Regions from separate parts of the Zea mays genome. Here all the other regions are linked to region 3. A link is a contact called in public Hi-C data. All regions are on one chromosome and are shown on one strand. Each heading gives the region's core, a stretch centred on a gene start, on an enhancer-like site or on the middle of the called end of the contact. The rest is flanking DNA. Distances are from core to core; before and after follow the strand shown. Region 1 holds the start of LOC100501494. Region 2 holds the start of LOC100274557. Region 3 holds the start of LOC100501277. Region 4 holds the start of LOC100283121. Region 5 holds the start of LOC100274487.

Evidence for each region. A called contact is a pair of places that touch in the nucleus more often than the background predicts.
Region 1: a contact with region 3 is called in a Hi-C map of bundle sheath, with 2.3 times the contacts expected there. The contact joins the promoter of LOC100501494 here to the promoter of LOC100501277 in region 3. A contact is called at or near these places in 3 of 25 Hi-C or Micro-C datasets (bundle sheath, endosperm and leaf).
Region 2: a Hi-C map of leaf shows a contact between it and region 3, with 4 times the contacts expected there. The contact joins the promoter of LOC100274557 here to the promoter of LOC100501277 in region 3. A contact is called at or near these places in 6 of 25 Hi-C or Micro-C datasets (bundle sheath, ear, endosperm and 2 more) and 1 of 3 datasets of contacts at active chromatin or transcription factors (leaf).
Region 4: a contact with region 3 is called in a Hi-C map of leaf, with 6 times the contacts expected there. The contact joins the promoter of LOC100283121 here to the promoter of LOC100501277 in region 3. A contact is called at or near these places in 6 of 25 Hi-C or Micro-C datasets (bundle sheath, ear, endosperm and 2 more).
Region 5: a Hi-C map of leaf shows a contact between it and region 3, with 9 times the contacts expected there. The contact joins the promoter of LOC100274487 here to the promoter of LOC100501277 in region 3. A contact is called at or near these places in 16 of 25 Hi-C or Micro-C datasets (bundle sheath, ear, endosperm and 5 more) and 1 of 3 datasets of contacts at active chromatin or transcription factors (leaf).

What each region holds. Positions count from the first base shown.
Region 1 is chr5:58,273,847-58,277,503 of Zm-B73-REFERENCE-NAM-5.0, reverse strand. LOC100501494 reads left to right here and starts at 1,599. Exons shown (of 10, transcript XM_020537505.2): 1 at 1,599-2,006; 2 at 2,153-2,429; 3 at 3,640-3,657. The coding sequence starts at 2,234.
Region 2 is chr5:57,899,673-57,903,041 of Zm-B73-REFERENCE-NAM-5.0, reverse strand. LOC100274557 reads right to left here and starts at 1,308. Exons shown (of 2, transcript NM_001148912.1): 1 at 498-1,308; 2 at 1-420. The coding sequence starts at 688.
Region 3 is chr5:58,056,245-58,060,116 of Zm-B73-REFERENCE-NAM-5.0, reverse strand. It overlaps LOC100501277, which reads right to left and starts at 1,904. Exons shown (of 3, transcript NM_001366923.2): 1 at 148-1,904. The coding sequence starts at 1,242.
Region 4 is chr5:57,855,190-57,858,705 of Zm-B73-REFERENCE-NAM-5.0, reverse strand. It overlaps LOC100283121, which reads right to left and starts at 1,927. Exons shown (of 4, transcript NM_001156023.1): 1 at 1,606-1,927; 2 at 1,431-1,525; 3 at 150-600. The coding sequence starts at 572.
Region 5 is chr5:58,200,650-58,204,185 of Zm-B73-REFERENCE-NAM-5.0, reverse strand. It overlaps LOC100274487, which reads right to left and starts at 1,505. Exons shown (of 11, transcript NM_001353544.1): 1 at 1,198-1,505; 2 at 47-256. The coding sequence starts at 228.

The DNA of each region.
Region 1 (3,657 bases), core at 350-2,849, 220 kb before region 3:
GACCTGCGCTGTTGCTTTCGGATAGTTCGTCTTGGACTCACTGGCAAAAGCTAGTCTGGCTCGGTGGCTCCGGTTTTGCAGAAAGGACTGCACTGCCTACCTACTATCCGTGCTGCTGTCTGCTACTCTACAAACTACACGTATGGAACTATGGACTATGGAGAACAAATATTGTTTCACTATCACGGTTTCACTGCATCTGGTGTCTGGTCGAGTGTTTTGAATATCACTATCAATGTTTCACTGCCTACTACTCTCTGTTATGTGTGAGAGCGAATATTGTCTTACTGTTGAATATTAAATATTGATTCACTTTTTCACTGTTGAATGTTAAATCTTGCTCTCTTGAATATTAAATATCCTACTCTACTACCGTTGAATATTGTTTCACTGTTTTGGGTAGTTTGCTATTACCCGAACTCGTACCCGAAATTACGGGTACCCAAAATTACGGGTACCCGAAATTACGGGTAAGAGTTCGGGTATAGATGTTAGAAGGCCGAAATATAAAAAACCCAAAAAATCCGGCCCAAAATACCGGGTAAACCCGAACGCCCAGCCCTACTTACGCTCCTGCATGACTGATGGCCCGTGGATGTATCCTGGAAGTACTGTTCTAGGGAGGACGACTAAGGGCATAGCCAAATTCTGTATCTTAACAGATATCAAGGAATAAGTGTAAAAAAAAGAGACAGTATCTTAATGAATGAACGTTTCTAACACGGTTCTCTAAGTTTACACATAGTTATGTCCATACAACTCATATAAATAAGTCGTATCTTTAAACTTAAATACATTGAGTTTATGAATGAGTTTCGTAGATGTATTTAGCGCTTAAAGAACCACAGTATAATATCTAGATTGTACATGCGTCGTTGTCATCCATCCATACAATAAAAAAGATGGGAGGTAAATAACCGGACAGATGAAACAGCTGCTCGTCCCATGTGTGTCCGTCGCTACTGTCTGTCCTCCCTCCCCGTCCCCGCCGGGGCACGGTGCGTGTGACTGGGCGTGCGAAACGTGATGCACGCGAGGCGTACGTGCCTGTGCTTGTGCGGCACCTTGTTGTGTACAAAAAGGCTGTCACGAAATAAAAGCATGGCGTATCCGTCACTCAACCTCCGGACTCGAATTCTCAAGGGGGAAAAAAGGCCATCCCATCTCTCTATGGGATTCTTTGTTTGGGATTATATATATGCACACACATATAAAGGAGTACATATAAAGCAGTAATAATATTTATAACACTAGATAATAACTACACATTATCCTGCAGTATATTTTTCTGTCAAAATATTCGTGCTAACCCGTAGATGTCACGGCACCGTACGTGGAGTTGATCCATGCCGATGACGACGGACGGATGCATGGGGTAGAAGGTGTGGATGGACGACTCATGCGTATCACCCGCCGTCTGGACGAGTCCGATCCGCCACCTTTGCATCCGTTTTTTTTGGAAAAAAATTTGTTGCAGCCGGCCTGAATTTTTTTTTCTTTTTTTTGGGTGCGGGGGAGGGCCTCCTAGCACGACACGGCACGGAGCGTCGTCGATGATAATATATATACTCAAGACGACCGACCGATCGAGAGCCGCGTACGTCACGTGCCGCGCGCCACGCCATGCCATGCCATGGCATGGCATTGCCAGTGCCAACTGCCAAGCCAAAGCCACGCACGCGTCCGTTTCACCGTCCGGCGGCCTGGCCTCCGCTGCCGTCTCCGCAACTTACCACCACCGGTGCCGCCAGTGCGCTGTGTGTGTGCCTCACGCGTCGGCACCCACCCACCAGTCCACCACCACCACCCGCTCCAGTCACAGCGAGCGAGCGAGCGCGGGCCATGGCCGAGTCCATCCATAAATACCCGCCCTCCAGCTTCCCAGTTCCCACTCCTCTCTCCTTTCCCCTCCGCTTCCGCAGACGGCCAGGCCAACGCAACCGCTCCTGCCATCCGCACCAGTCCCCCCCTCCCCTCCCTCCCGGACTCACCCGGCCGCCAGCGGGGTAAGTCGCCGGCGGGCTTTCTTTGCATGTTTATTTATGTAACCCGGCCCGGCCGAAACAAAACCCCCGGCCGCGCGCACGCCAAGATTGCTGCCCCCACCCCCCTGGCCTCCGCTCAAACCACCGCTCGACTTCTCCTCGTGTAGGTTTGGCCGCTTCCTCCTCCTCTGCGGCGGGAGCGGGACAACAGACACAGGGGCACAGAGGAACCGGCGCGGGGCGGCGCAATGGGGGACGCTGCGGCGGCGGGGACCCTGCACAAGAGCTACTTCGACGTGCTGGGGATCTGCTGCCCCTCCGAGGTGCCCCTCGTCGAGAAGCTGCTGCGGCCGCTGCCCGGCGTGCGCACCGTCACCGTCATCGTCCCGTCCCGCACCGTCATCGTGCTCCACGACGCCGCCGCCACCTCGCCCGCGCAAATCGGTACGCCACGCCACGGCCACGCCCTTCCCCTTCAGTCTTTCTTCTTCTTGTTCTGCAACCACCGACCGTCGTTCCGTTTCCGCCTCGCCACGCCACGCCACGCGCGCCGGTGTCTGGCTCCTCGCTCGCCCCTACCTCTTCGCCGCCGGAGACGCGGCCGGACCGCCGGACTTGGACTACTGCTACCTAGTACTAGTCCCCGGCCGCAGCCCGCTGCCTCCCCGCCCGACTCCACCTGCACATACGGCCGACGAACGACGTTATTAATAAATCAATCATAGCCGCGGCCGCCGACGCCGACGCCAATCCCACACGACACGCAATCCTGCGCGTTTTCCACCACCACTCCTCCTCCTCCTAGCCCTAGAATAAAATCACACACGCACAACAACAACAAAAAAGAAAAAGGCAGAAAAATGATCGTACTCTTTGTTCATGCCTAAGCAGCAAGAGCATCCGGGCTGGGAATATGTTTACCAATGCAGGGGATCACGCCAAAAGATCGTTCCTTTGCAAAGCGACACGCAAAGAAGCTCGTCTTTTTATCCCTTCCTCCTTTTCCGGGGACCGCTACTATAATAGTTCTGTAGCAGACTAGCAGCAGGGCTTGTCCATTTTTTTTTCTTTTCTTTTGGGAACGTGTGGGGCTGCAGTGCCAGTGCTGGGCGGCGTCACCGTAGCAAGCAATCATATAGCATGGCCGTTACTGCTTGCTGCTGTTTTTTTTTTTCCTTACTGCTTACCATGGAGTCAGCAGTGGCCGCGAGACACTCCAGTCCAGTTCTGCACCACCAATGCTCTCGAGCGTTCAAGAACTGGATCGCCGGTGCGAAAACAAAGCGAAACAGAAGAAGAAGAAGAAAATGTCGGTGGCGTGGACGGAGATCGTACAGACTGGTGGTTGCTGTCACGGGGATGCGATAGCAGATAGCACACAACAGATTTCCCACCTGATTGATGCCAAGACAAGTCGTCGATCGGTCTCCACCTCTCAGGCGCGGTCGGGTTGAAATCGCCAAGACCCCCTAGTTTTCCCAATCGTCCCTAACAACATTTATAAAACCAAAAAAAGTGAATTTTTTTTGCCGGTTTCTTTTTTACTACAACAACAACAACTGCATGCTCTCTACATATGGAGTTGCCGGTTTCTTTCTTTCTTTCTATCTTTTTGCTGAACCTTGGTTGACCGGATTTCGTTCTTGAACATCAGTGAAGGCGTTGAACCAGG
Region 2 (3,369 bases), core at 59-2,558, 160 kb after region 3:
CGCTTTAGCTCTCTCATAAGCATCCGGTACGTGATATACTGGGGCACCATCCCTCTCTCAAACATCTGCTCGAACTCCGCAAAAGCCTCCTCAAACTGATGGCGTCGGCAAAGCAAATGTATCAGCATGGTGCTGGTTGCAAGATCTGGCTCAAAACCACTGTTTCTCATCTCCTGAAGCATCTGCAGCGTTAATTCAAGCCGGTTCGCCTCACACAACATCTTGATCAGAAGGTGGTAAGTGAGCCGGTCTGGCGCGTAGCCATTGCTGACCATCTTCACGTAGAGGTTCATTCCCAGATCGATGCTAAGATTCCTGGCAAAGACCGTGAAAAAATAGTTGTATGTCCTTGCAGTTGGTGAAATGCCCCGCCCCAGCATGGCCTTGAGCACTCGACTAGCCCCAGCAAGGTCTCCGTGCCTGCAGTATCCGAAGACGAGGGAGTTGAATGTCGAGATATTCGGAGCCACGCCATAGAGGGGAAATTTTTCGAGCACCTTGTGTGCGTCCCCGAAACGGCCTGCATGTGCAAGCGCATAAACGATGGGGTTGCAGGTGAGCAGATTGGCCTCGATACCCTCCTCCCGCATCTGGTCAAGGAGCGCCATCGCGTGGTCAGGCCTGCGCATGACGCAGTGCGCGTCGATGAAGGTCCCGTAGGTGACCACCGTCGGCCGCACGCCTTCATCGCGCATCGCCGCCCAGAGCTTCTCCGCCTTGTCGAGTCGGCGCGCGCGGGACCACCCGTTGAGCAGGATGTTGTAGATCCGCACGTCGGGCGCCCACCCGTCGTCCTCGCGCCGGATCTGCGCGACGAGCAGCGCGGCGGCGCGAGGGTGGCCCTCCTTGCAAAGCGCGTCGATGGTCAGGATCAACGGGGAGAGCGCCTCGGCAGACGGCGTGACATCGCTTTCGACGGCGTAGCGGCCCGGGTGGCGTTGGAGAAACCGGAACGTGCGGACCGCGGAGTCGGTGCGGCCGATGCGAGCGTAGCGGCGAAGGAGCGGTGCGAACGCGGCGAGCGGGGGCGGCGGGGAGGCGGCGGCGGGCTGGAACAGGAGGAAGCGCCAGGCGGCGGCGAAGAGGCGGCGGGAGGCGAGGAGGGAGACGGCGGTGGCGGCGCCGGCCCAGCGGGCGAGGGCCGGAATCGCGGAGTCCGGGAGGGTCGGGAGCGCGGGGCGGAGGTGCTGGAGCAGCTCGGGCGTCGGGGCGATGCCGGAAGTGGCGAGGAGGCGGGCGGGGTCAGCTCCGCGGAGGATGGAGACCACGTCGGCAGCGGCGGTTGGAGTTGGAGGATGCGTCTCAACCATTGCACTCATTGCCTTCCAGTGGAACGGATGCAGTGTGTGTCTTCAGGTGACGTCGCCACCGGAAGTGCCGATGTTCCCAACCTCCGGCGAGAAAATTGCATATTTTTCCCCGAGAAAATTGGATTTTTGCCATTACGAAACTTAGAATTCGCCCAAATGCCATTATGTAAACGCGTTTCGTTAATACGCCATTCTCAAACACTAACAGACAAAATGCCATTTAGGGGGTTATTAGCAACTTCACCTTGTTTTCGTGTCCTGTAAAACTTTGATGGGACGCCTTTGCCCCTGGACAAAAGCACCGCCGCTCAACTCCACATCCCAGCCTTTCACCGGCCGCTCAGCCTTTCACTGCAAATGCGTTATATTTTGCCAAATAGCAACCACACCATCAGTCTACAAAGCATACATGACAAACATTTTCAAACAAGGAACTTCAGTTTTTACCCTCCAAATCATTGGTAACCTGTGCAAATAAAAAAAACTGGTAACCTGTGCACACTAACAGATTCAACATTTTCAGCTTCTAAACATCTGTTTCAGGTAACAGTACATTTGATAGCACACTACGATCTCCATCAAAATAACCACGATCTCCATTAAAGTAGTAGTTCATCTGACAGCACACTACTCCCACTGTCACCCCTACTTCTAATAACCACGTTGTTGAGGAGAGTGAGGCCGACGCGGTGCACGTGGGCGGGGCGGCGGGTGCGGAGCCGGCGGGCGAGGCAGAGGTAGTCCGAGGCGCCGTCGCCGTCGTGCTCCTCCAGACACAGCAGGCGCGCCTCGTCCTCCGCCGTCGTGGCAGCCGCGACCGCCGCCATCGCCGCCGCCATCGCCGCCGCCATGGAGGACGTGGGTGGGGCGCCGTCGATTTTGGCCGAGGGGAGAGAGAGGATAAGAAAAGAGAGATGACCCGGGTAAGAGAAAAGAGAACGGCGTTTTTGTTCTAGGGGCAAAAGCGTCCGATCAACTGATGACAGCATAGTAAAAGATGTTTATTTTTCAAATAACCCCCTAGATGGCATTTTGTCTGTAAGTCTGCGTTTGAAAATGGCGAATTAACGAAATGTGTTTACATAATGGCATTTGAACGAATCCGAAGTTTCATAATGGCAGAAATCCAATTTTCTCATTTTTCCCCTAGCGACTGGGGTCGCTACTTTGCCATTCCGATTAGATTAGGCCTGAAAACGGACGGACGGTTACTGTTACTGGTTTTTTAACAACGGACCGAAACGGGATAGCCGGTAACAAAAACGATCGAAAAAAATCCGAAAATCTGAAAACGATATTAATACGAATAGAATTATAGTGGTACCGATCGATAAACGGTTAATCAAGTTGGGACCTTCGCCTAAATCATCAATAGCATACCATAACAACAAACAATCTAAATCATCAATAGCATAGCAGCCCACAAATAGTTTAAGTTCACATAACATCAAATTTCCAGCACACCATCCAAATCAACAACAGCATAACAACCTACAACTAGGCTAAGTTCACAAAACATAATAACTTATTTAAACTTTCTTATTTTTGTCTCAGTTTGCCAGGTGCCATTCTACAGCTACTCATAATCATCTTGTTCACAGAAGACACAATTTCCCCCTTATCTGTAGCTTCTTTTATCTCCTGGATCAAATGAATGAAATGAACAAGTTACAATTTTATTCATATGGTCAGGAACAGATAGTTGTACATGATACTTTCTTCACTGCTATATGCAACAAACTATTACCTGTGAACTGACACAAACAGTTACAGCTTCCCATAATCATCCATAGCATCTGGGCCATTTTCTTCGCTGCTATATGTTGCATTCTGAACATCATGCTTCATTGCAACATCTAGTGCATTCATAACATCTTCAAAATCATACATCAAGGATGGCAGTTTCTTGGAATCTTGAAAAACAATTACATAGAAAGCCATGAGCATGATTAAATTAAAGACATGAGCATTATTAAACTAAAGACATCAACATAGCATGCATATGTTACCTTTTCTCTCTGCTAATATCCAATCCTTGGTGCATATTAAAGCTTCTACC
Region 3 (3,872 bases), core at 655-3,154:
TTTTACTGAAGTGAAACAGATTCTACTTACCAGACGATATGAACTAATGGCAGGTATAACTCAGGGTTCTAAGAGCTCTAGCCATCTTTAATTTTTAACTGGAAATGTAAGATCTTTTATATCTTTAGATAAGCTGGAAATACTTACTACCACATGAGCAGGGGACAATGGCAAGTCAGGCCCATTGCCATCAGCAAACGCAGAGCCTCTGCCACACCACGCCTTGAGCACCCCGTCAGTATTCAAGCTAAGCCCCAATCCTGTCTCTGGCAGTGCCAAAGCTCCATCGTCATCGCCATTGGCAGGCTCAGGACTCCCCTCCTCGTATATTGTCCCCAGTGACTTCTTCTTAGTCTTCTTCTTGTCTGTCACCTTGGCCATTGCCACTGAAGGCGGTGGTGCCGGGGTAATGTCTTTCACAGGTATGGCAGGGCACATCCACCATTCAGGATCGACACTATGCCGCTTCAGCGCTTGATTGATGATGATATTCTGATCCTGCCGGAAGCTGAGCCCGAGCACCATAAGGTTCCTGAGGTAGGGGTGCATCTTGGATCCGGGCATGTTGGAGTCAACGCTTGAGCCTGATACGGACGCCCCGTTGTTTTCCATAGAGAGCTTACCCATGATGCCATCGATGCCCTCGGCCGCGCTCTGGTCGACGCCGCACAGAATAGAATCGGCGTCGAAACCGTCGTCATCGTCGAAGCCAAGATCCCTGCGCTCGTCAGGCGCCGCCGCAGCGTCGTCAGGGGTCGCAGGAGACGGCGCCGGGTCGCGGAACTCGCTGAAGACGCTGCTGACGGCAGCGGGCGACGGGCAGCTTTCGGCGGCGGGGATCCGCGGCGTCAGGTCGCGGAGGAGGAAGGCGGCGTGGCCGCCGGGGACTGGGAACGGCGGGAGGAGGTCGGAGCAGGACGAGTCGTCGGCGAGCGCGGAGGCGAGGCCGAGGAGGCGGCGCGGCGCGGCGCCGCCCCTGGCGACGGGGAAGACGGAGGGGTACATGGACGCGAGCAGTGCCGCCGCCTCGTTGTACGTCTGGCTGGACCGCTTCCGCGGCGTGCGCGGGCGCTTGAGCGACAGCGACGCCACCGATGACGAGGTGGCCGACGAGGAGACTGCGGACGCGCTGGACGCCTCCGAGAGCGTGGAGGACGCCGCGGAGTGCGCCGGCGGCGCGGCCTTGACCATCTCCAGGTCCGGCAGCCGGATGCCGCCGGCCGGGATGCACGACGACGCCATGGCGGCTCTGCCGATCGGTCAGTCAGCGGATCCAGCAACGGGAGGAAACGGACACCTCACCCAGAGATCGCGACTTCCCTTCTAGAACTCATGAGGATTCTTGTTTTCCAGCTGGGCGGATGAGCTCACGGATGGAAGCGCAAGCGGGGTGGGGAAAACCAGCTGGTTGGCGTCCTAAACCCAACCGGAACAACCAGCGCAAAACCCCCCGCCCCCCACCAGAAAACCAGCGGAAAAGGAAGAAAATAAATGGGGCCAAAGCGAGGGGAGGGGACCGCGTGGAACCGGAGGAATTTCTTGTTCACGACGCCACCACCAGCTTCTGCTGCTGCTGCTGCATCTGCACGGCCGGCGGCCTCGCGGAAGGAGCCAAAGTGCCGTACCGCCGACAAAATAAAAAAAATGCAATCTCGGGAAAAAGGCGATCGCCGAGAAAGAAAAAGAGACGAATAATCAAAGCGGCCGGCCCGAGCAGGAAGCCAGGAACAGCGGGTGTGGCTTGTCGCTAATCAAGGCGGCGGCCGCGTCAGCAGCACCAGCGAGCTGCGAGCACCGCACCAAACTTGGAAAGTAAACGAGCTTGGGCTCAGGAGGTGCTCGTGGCAGTTTCGGCAAGGAGTGGAGGAAGGAGAGGAGGGCAGGCAGAGAGAGGCAGCGTGGACGGGCGGACAGCGGAGGCGTGGTTCGACTTGGTTGGAGTGAAGTGAACCGAGCATCGGGCGGAGGAAGCAGAGAGCCGTCTCCGACTCGATCAGGGACCGGGAGGGAGCAAGCAAGCGAGACCTAGCGCTTGGATTCGCCCAAGATGACGAATGAGGTTTTAGCGAAGGGAGGGAGGAGGACCCACGTTTGGCCTTTTTCTTTTTCTTTTTTGGCGGAGGTGGAGCGAACAAGAACAGGAGGTGCGGCGGCCGGCGGGCCAGCCGGCGCCCAGAGGAAGAGACGACGAGGTGATGTCACTGTCCCATTTCCCCACCCGCAACGCACTCGTCACCATTCCGGTGGGCCCCGCACAAACCCTCCCTCCCTACCAGCTCCCGGAGTTCCCCGTCCCATCGCTTTGCTTCGCATTTCCTCTCACCTGTGCCGCTGTGCGGTGTGGTGATCGGGAGCTCTCGCCTTTGGCACGTTGCGAGCTATGGCTGCTCCGAGGTACACGTGTGAGTGCGTGAGCAGAGCTCGATCCAGCTAGAACTACTCCTAGCGCGCGTCAGGCGTGACCGCCGCGCCCCCCCCCCCCCCCCCCCCCCTACTGGTCCAACTCACGTGTGACCCGCGCAGAGACCAGGGGAGGACGAAAAGAAGAGGTCGAGGCCCGAGAGAGACTTCTGACAGTGCCCCTCGCCCCTCGTTAGTAGCTACCGTCGTGCTGCTGGTGCCTGGTAGAGTGGTCGTCTGCTACTGTCACGGGCGCACTACACACCATCACCTGCTGCGTGTGCTCGTCTCCGACTAGAGATGGCAACATGTAAAAATCCGCTCGGTATTACTTGCACAAATCCATACCCGTGAAGAAAAAATATGCCCGCTAAAAAATTCATACCTATGACGGATATAAAATTTTGCCCAAACTCATACCCATGCGGGTTTTGGGTACCTAACGGATTTCCCATACCCACTAACATCAACATAAAAAATAATTTATCATGTAAATAACAATCAATACATTAATAAGCTAGGATAAAAGGAACAAGTGATAACTAATTTTAGCTTAATATTTGTTACATTAAGTTTATTTCAATTAGAACATATTCAATTAATAATATTATGAGACATATTTATAAGGAATGATGATTTTAAGGCGGGTTTTAAAAACCCATGGGTTTGCGGGTATGAGTAGTGGAAGAACAAACTCATGCCCACGTACCAGTTGGGTTTTCATTTGAACCCATTAACAAATCTATGGGTACAGAAATTAACCCAAACTTATACCCTAATAGAGTAAAAACTCACCAGGTTTCGGGTAGCGGGTACCCATTGCCATCTCTATCTCCGACTCCACTCCAGGCTCCAGTCCACGGGAAGGACAAGGCAAAGATGGAGTGGTGAATCTTCCTACAACGCAAACCAACCAAAAAAGAAACAAAAAGATTGAATAGAAATCGTGGTGTGGTGGATTTTGTGACGGCGATTTATTACTAACTACTCTCGTGACAGGCCGTCTGGTCTTGGGCCCGGTTGTACTTCCCTTCCTTGCTGCTGCTACAGCTAGCTGCCGTGGAAAGCCCATCCGGAGGCTCATCACGGCATCGACCAGGCCCAAACTAGCCCCACTCCGTAGTCCCGTAGCCGCCACAGGCCACAGCTCCCCGTGCCGTGCCGTCCTAGGGCGGCTCAATAATTTTAATTTTGTCACAAGCTAAAGTAGCATTTTAGTTAGGTTTGTTAATAAACCAACTCAATTTAAATTTAGGCCAGCCTATTAACTCGAACGAGCTAGCATTTGTCAACAAAACAAAGTATTCACTTGTTTTATATTAACTTTCAAAAAAAAAGTCGTTGTGGCTTTCGTGGCGACGATTTCCTCCCTCGTAGTGGGCCATCCGATCCTGGGCCCGGTTGCACTCCCCATTCCTGCTCTTGCTGCCACGGAAAGTCCATCTGCATGCCCATAACGGCATCGACCAAGC
Region 4 (3,516 bases), core at 678-3,177, 200 kb after region 3:
ATTACTTAATGCCCCTCAGTTCATGTGAGAAAATGATCATACTTTCTCAATGTAATGACTGATGACAGATTACTGAACATATATACATCAATAAAGAAACAAGAGCAAAGGACATAACTATTTGAAAACAGGATCCTTGCGAAACTTACCTGAAAAAGGAAATACTGGCAGTGGTCATTGGATAGTGGTTGAGATGACTTAATTATTTGATGCAGATCAGTGTCCATGAGCTCATAAACCAAGTAAACGTCCTTGAAGCTCCTTCTATGCGCAGGCATCATTATGTCCTTGAGAGCAATAACATTCTCGTGCCTCAGGTGCCGAAGGAGTTTCAGCTCTCTCAGCGTCCTTAGCGCATCCACACGGTTGTCAAAGACGTTGTTTATCTTTTTTATCGCGACTTTTTCATTGGTCTCGCGGTTAACAGATGAGCAAACGATTCCGTAAGCTCCTCTTCCGATGGGCTTGATCGGCACGTACTTGGTGTCGATCTCAAACAGTGTCTGCCACATAGTATAGTAATGCTTTCCTTGACTTGCCATGCCATTGGGGGGATCCACCATCATCGCCATTTTCTGCCAAGGAGCACACGCCAATGACCTAGTAGGAGATAAAATTATAAGAAACCAAAAGGTGAAGCGTCATCAACTCTTTTAAGAGAATAGGTTAGCTTTCCTAATACTACACGCAGGGAACACCAAGTCATGTCATACGAACCGTGTAATTTTCTTAATACTGTACACTGGGAAGACCCAGTCAGGTTGTACAAACCGTTTAACAGACAACAGAGTGAACTTGTGCAAATTTCTTACTTTTGCTAGTAGCATGAACAAAAATAATGAATGAATATGCTCTTTGCAATGATGCTACGAAGAATTCAAATTGTTCGTTTTTTTTTGACCAGTTGGACTTTGATAAGCATACTTCCTAAGCGAAGGCAAGGTCCCACTTTGATAACATGCTGTAACCCCCAATTCCCTAATCTCTCTGAAACGACTTTGACAAAACGAAAAGAGAGGCAAGAGTCTGTCTTATGTCCAAATCTTTTTTTTTGGTTCGTGGAGGGAGCATGCATTAAACGAGCACGTCATACGCACACGCACCCCTAATCCAGTCCCAACCTCACTGGAGCGCCAATTCCCGCGGCAGGCAGCGTTGATTGGACTCCACCATAGTCGGACGCGGCTCCCCGAGCTAAGATCGTCCGACGAGGAGGCAGAGCAGTGAGCACCGCCACCGATAAACAAACAGATATAAAGAAAAAGAAACACGGAGGGTGGAAGCTCAAGCTCGGATCCCCACCCGTCCCTCCCTTCCGCCGCCGCTCGTCGCCGGTCTGGCAGCGTGCGGAGTCGAGTGCCGCGGCGGATCGGCCGGACCGAGAACCGAACGCACGCAAGGCATAGGAAGCGGGCACAGGTCGTAGGTACCTCGGGAGTAGGGGCCGGGGGGGCGCGGTCGTCCGCCGCCCGCTTACGCTGTCATCGTCGCCAGGATGGCACGGCCGGGCAGGATCCGCCGCTCACTGCACGGGCAAAAAAGGAGGGGCGTGAGCTGCGGTCGGGATTCGAAGCGCTGGGGCGCGGGGAGTGGAGCGCCACCCACCGTCACCGCCTCCGGCACGCGCGGCGCGGCGTCCACCGGCCGCCGCCGTAGCAGATCTGGAGCCGTGCGTGGAGCGGAGCGGGGAGGGGGGATGTTGGGGCAGGCGGGCGCGGTGGGAGGCTGGGATGGGAGCTAGCGGGCGAGACAAGAGAGAGCGAGGCGCGGGCCGGGAGAGCACTGGCGTCGTGGCTTGCTATTTTTATTGGGGAGACCCGCGGCAGAGGGGGGTGCGTGCGTGTGAGGGTGAGTGTGGGAGCAGGCGGCGGCAGCCGAGGCTGCGCAGACGCGGGCACGCGGCAGCCCCGCCGGGCGCGGGGGCGGCTATTTGCCAGCGAGCAAACGGAGCGGAGCTGGCAGTGGCATGGGCGTCATCCGGTGCGCGCCGCGCGGGTGACGTCGGTCGGTCGGTCGCTCTCTCGTCCGTCCGTCCCCACGGCTGCACGGAACGGCAACAGCACAGCACACAACGCCGCCTGTTTCCTTTCCCTTACCGGAACGCCGCCGCACCGGCACCGCTCCACTCGCCCAGGCGCAAAAGCCTGCCCTGCCCGCGTGCGTCGCCCGCCAGCGCCAGCACACCCAACCCAACCCCCAGGCCCCCGCATCGGGCATGTGGGCCGCCGCCTTTCCGCTACGGTTACATCACGCCACGCGGCCGGGCGGGCGGCTTGCTCGTTCGCGTTGCGTCCGTCTCCTCCCCTCCCCTGCTCCATCGCGTGGAAAAGCGCACGCGTCATTGGGCCGCGCTTGCGAGCAGTTCGGCTACGGTTAGGAGGGGCTCCGCTCGTAGCCTTTGCCGCGGCACATGATCATCAGGGGCTCTCCGTCGTCTCTCCGCCAGGCCGCGTGCGTGCGTACATGCATGATGCATGTGGTTGTCTCTTTCACCGTCGGTCGCCATCGCCACGTCGTCGTCCAATGTGCATGCAGGCGCCTGCCGCCTGGCATCTCGCGTTGAGATCCGGCCGCTCCATCCCTTTGCATTTGCAGGAAGCAACGGGTTTCCTTTCCTTCCCTTTCTTCTTGCTTGGAAACGAGTCGATGGAACCTAGAGATGTTCAAACGGATCGAGGCGCCTGGTAAACCCATAACCTAGCACAGTTTTACTCTCACGGTCTGACCCCAACATAACCTAGCGCGTTGGTTAGCAGGCGCGTCACGGTTGGCCCGGCCTAGCCTGACCTGGTTTTATGTTTTCCCATTTTTCTATAAATATCTATATTACACATTATTATAGGTATAAAACATAAAAACATGTGTCATTTTTGTTAAATGGACGTAGATACATTTTTAATTAAATCTAACTATCATGGTTTAAATCTCTATTTCTATATATTTTTAGTTTTTTTTTGCTATTTAAACGTGAGAAGAAAAGAATATGTGAACTTTTCCCTTCGCCGACTTGGATTGGGGTTGGAGCTGAGCTAGCTGCCTTTACGGCTTACTCGTGCCAAGCACCAACGTGCGTGACAGTGTCTAGACAGGGCCTTGATTTGGCTCGTTTCCGATTTTTCAGCCTTTGTCCATGGCTTCTTGCCCCGTGATGACACTACCCACCTAGGGCTTGTTCGGTTATTTTCAATCCATATGGATTGAAGGGGATTGATACGGATTGAGGGGGATTTTGACTTACTAGGGATTGAAACCCCCTCAATCCCCCTCAATCCATATGGATTGAGGTATAACCGAACAAGCCCCTAGCGTGGGGGTTAGCCCGATCAGTTTCTTTGGGTTTTAGAATTTCGGGTATCTAGAGACTATCCAAAATTAGATTGTTCAGATGATATAACCAAAATTTTGGGTAATTATAAATTTTAGGTTCGCATTCCGGTAGCTCGTCCTACCTAAATATCAGTCAGCCTAAACAATTCACTTCTAAATTATACATCAGTCAACTATTATTCGCACATG
Region 5 (3,536 bases), core at 256-2,755, 140 kb before region 3:
AGCCATGGCAAAGAAAACAAAAGCATCAGCAGGGGTAGGTAGGTACCTGGTAACGTCCATTTCCTCGTCCAAATCCACAGCAGTTGCCGGAAATCCGTCAACGCCACCTCGGTAGCTCACAACCGGATCCCCTTCCATCACCACGATGTACACGTCATGTGTTCCAAGGACCACTCGTTGCACTTGCACAAAGATAAGAAGCAAACAGGCGAGCTTGATCCTCCACATCTTCCAACAATGTCAGCGCCCGAGAAACCTTCGGAAACGTGCAGAGCGAGAAAGCATCAGGTGACACACGATATTCAGCACAGACAAAGACATTAAACATCCAACTATGGCCAGTCGAAAAAACTTCGTGACGTCCCCCTCCAGCCTCCAGGCCAGCAGCGTTGGTCCAAGGACCAAGGGTAGAAGTACAGCGGCGACTAGGCGGCAACACTGACTGCCGCGCACGTCAAGGTGCGGCACCGCACTGTTCCAGCCAGTAGGTGCCCGCGGTGGCAGAGCTTGCCCGCCTCACAGGGACCCCCTCCCCCATGGAGGTGGGTGGGGGAGCGCATTTACGGAACCTCTTAAATCAGGGGTGGGCGCCAGTGGTACTAAAATGGCGCAGATTAAGGGCATGTACAGTGGAGAGACACCAAAACGGTTCTCCAAGCACAGGAGACAACTAAGAGACTCTATTGTACAATGGAGTGTCTATAAACGTAGTCTATTAATAAATACAGAATTAAATGTATTTGTATAGCATCAGATCGATAGAACAGACGACAAATTCGTACAGTGGGAAGTGAGGCGTCTGTTGCTACTTGGTTTACGAGCCAGAGGCGTCTCTTCACGGAGAGACGGCTCTAAGATTTTTTTGCAAATAAGCCCCTTAAACACCTTAAGAGACTCCACATTAAACACCACTGTATGCCCTAATGACGCGAGTAGTAGTGAGCGATACATGAGGACGGCTAGCGCCTTGGACGCAATGCATTGCATATGCACGCGTTTCGTTTCCCCCAGCAGCCCAGCTAGTAAAATCTTGTCACGTTTAGTTTCAAGTGGTTGGGGGGAATACAGAGGAAAGAGCATTTCGATCGGGTCGTTCCAAGGGCAAGAACAAAGCGGAACCTTTCTTTCTTTTTTTTTTTTTGGTCTCCGACAAGGAAAAAACTCTTGCGGCAATCAATGAAACCGAGGATCACTCACCTAGTGTGTGACTTGCGACAGACGGCAGAATCTCCAGTCTCCGCTCCACCCCAGTGGGCACCGAGGGAGGAATGGCAGCGGCGGCGGCGGCGGCGGTGGCGGCTCCCAAGCGCACGGATCAGTCGGCCTTGACCGCGCCACCCAGTGGCGGCGGCATGCCCGGGCGCGGCACTGGCGAAGCAAAGAGATCGCTCCGCTCGAGGGCGTTAGGGTTTGGGGAGCGGAGTGGCCGCGGGAAGTGAGCGGAATGGAGGCGAAGCTGAGTGCTTGCACAGCACAGTTCCGCTGGTGCTGGCTTGGTTAGTGGTGCCGTCACCTTTTGGCTGCCTCCCTTGTCTTTAATGGAGGGATAGGCAATGCAATTGCAAGGCAAGGCAAGGCAAGAATCTCGATTTTTTTTTCCTATCCTTTGGGTGCTTTTGGCCCCCAGGCGGCCAGGCCCCACTCGCCCTGCTCCCGCTCTTGCCACGTATGTAGGTGCGGTGGCCCGCGGTGTCAGTGGTACAGGCGCTGTGAATGCGTCGTACGGAGGGTTTTTTGAAAGATAGTATCGTAATAGAATCCACGGCGACGCGTCCTCCGGGCATGCGTGCCCCGCCGCATGGGGCATATGGACATGGAGGTAGCTGTTACCGATTCGGAACGCGTGCACCTGGTCTTGGTGGATTGGCGAGGGATAAGTCCGACCTGTCAGTGGAATTTGGCTCATGGACCTGGTCTTCGTCGGTAGCACCAGGCCGCTTAGGGGGCTTCTCGTGAGCGCGTGACTGACACTGACTGACTAGGCCCAGGCTGCCAGGCAGGGCCGCCGCGGGAGCTAGTGGGTCCAACGGGCCCCATGGTACGCGTCCAGGGCGGGAGGAGCGGCGGCTGCGCCTCGGTACTGGCGGGCGGCGCCGATCCAGCACTAGCCGCTGCGCACCCCGGGTTGTCTGTGTGGCTCGGGACAAGTGTCGTGTCGGTCGGCGCGGGATGGGAGAATGACGGGGCCACGTGAGCAGCAGGATGCCCTGCCTGCCTGCCGTGATCACGAGAGATGCCGGAGAGAGAGACGTTGCTTGTGTCAGGTCAAGCTTTTGTGTTTTGAATGAACTAGCTGAGCCAGCCGCCTGATCGTCCGGACTGACAACTTCAGCACCAGCCACTAGGATGTTGCTAAAACATCCGACTTTATCACAAATCTAATATTTTAATATAGATATACATAGAATTTAAAGCTAATTTTTGACAATGTTATTAAGAATATTATGAAGTATTTAAATAAATTTGTATATAATTTTTTATGTATATTATTTTCTCCCTACAACAAAAAAGTGAAAAAACATCCGAATCCGTATTCGAATAGACATCCGAAGTTTATATCAATTATTTAAAAATATATAGAATGAATTTAATGTTTATTTTTTATGAAGATTAATAGCCTTAATGCTAAAAACAAAAATATAAATTTACATAACAAATTTTATATGTTATTTGTTCATAATCGAAGAAAGAAGACCAAAAATTTGATATCCGAATAAATATTCGGATCCATCCCTACCAGCCACTAGCGCCCCGACGAGGGGGGTTTTCGGATAGGATTGGGATGATTTTTTAGAGAGAAAATAATGCAGTATAAAAAGTTATTATGTCTTTAAAAATATATTTAACAACATGACTAAAGATTAGCACCAAATTCTATACACATCTATATTAGAATATTAAATTTCTTATATAATTCGGATATTTAGGATCCACTCCTATCCATTATTTTACATCCGTTTCAACATGAGTCTAAGGGCAGGTACAAACTAGAGACCCTAGAACGATTTTTTAAATGTAAGAGACAACTAAAAACTGCATGATGCAATCTTAGGTCGTTATATCATAAATACAGTTACAATAAATATAGATTGTCGTGAGTAGACGGTTTTTTCACGAAGAGTCTCTCTTGATTTTTTTCACTTAATCCCCTAAAAACCCCTCAAGAGACGATTTAATTAATAGTACATGTCCTAACGGCATGCGAACCAAAAAAAACCCAAACCATTGGAGTCAACGCTCTGATGCCTCACTTCACTTCCACGAGGGAGATCCACGCCACGGGTCGAATCTCTCAAACCACCGGAGCGACGAGGTCGACAATAGGACGAAGATCATCCGCGACCTCTCTAAGCAGAAGCAAACACTACAGAGCGGTCAGTTCGGTGATTTTTAGCCGAGGAGCGCTGAGAATTCCCGAGAGCGGCTAATTCTCTGGGCACGCTAGCCTGGGCACCGGGCACTGCCTGGTGCACACCGGACAGTCCGGTGCGTCACATGCTGGTGCAAATTCATTTTGCTCCAAACTTATAGAATTG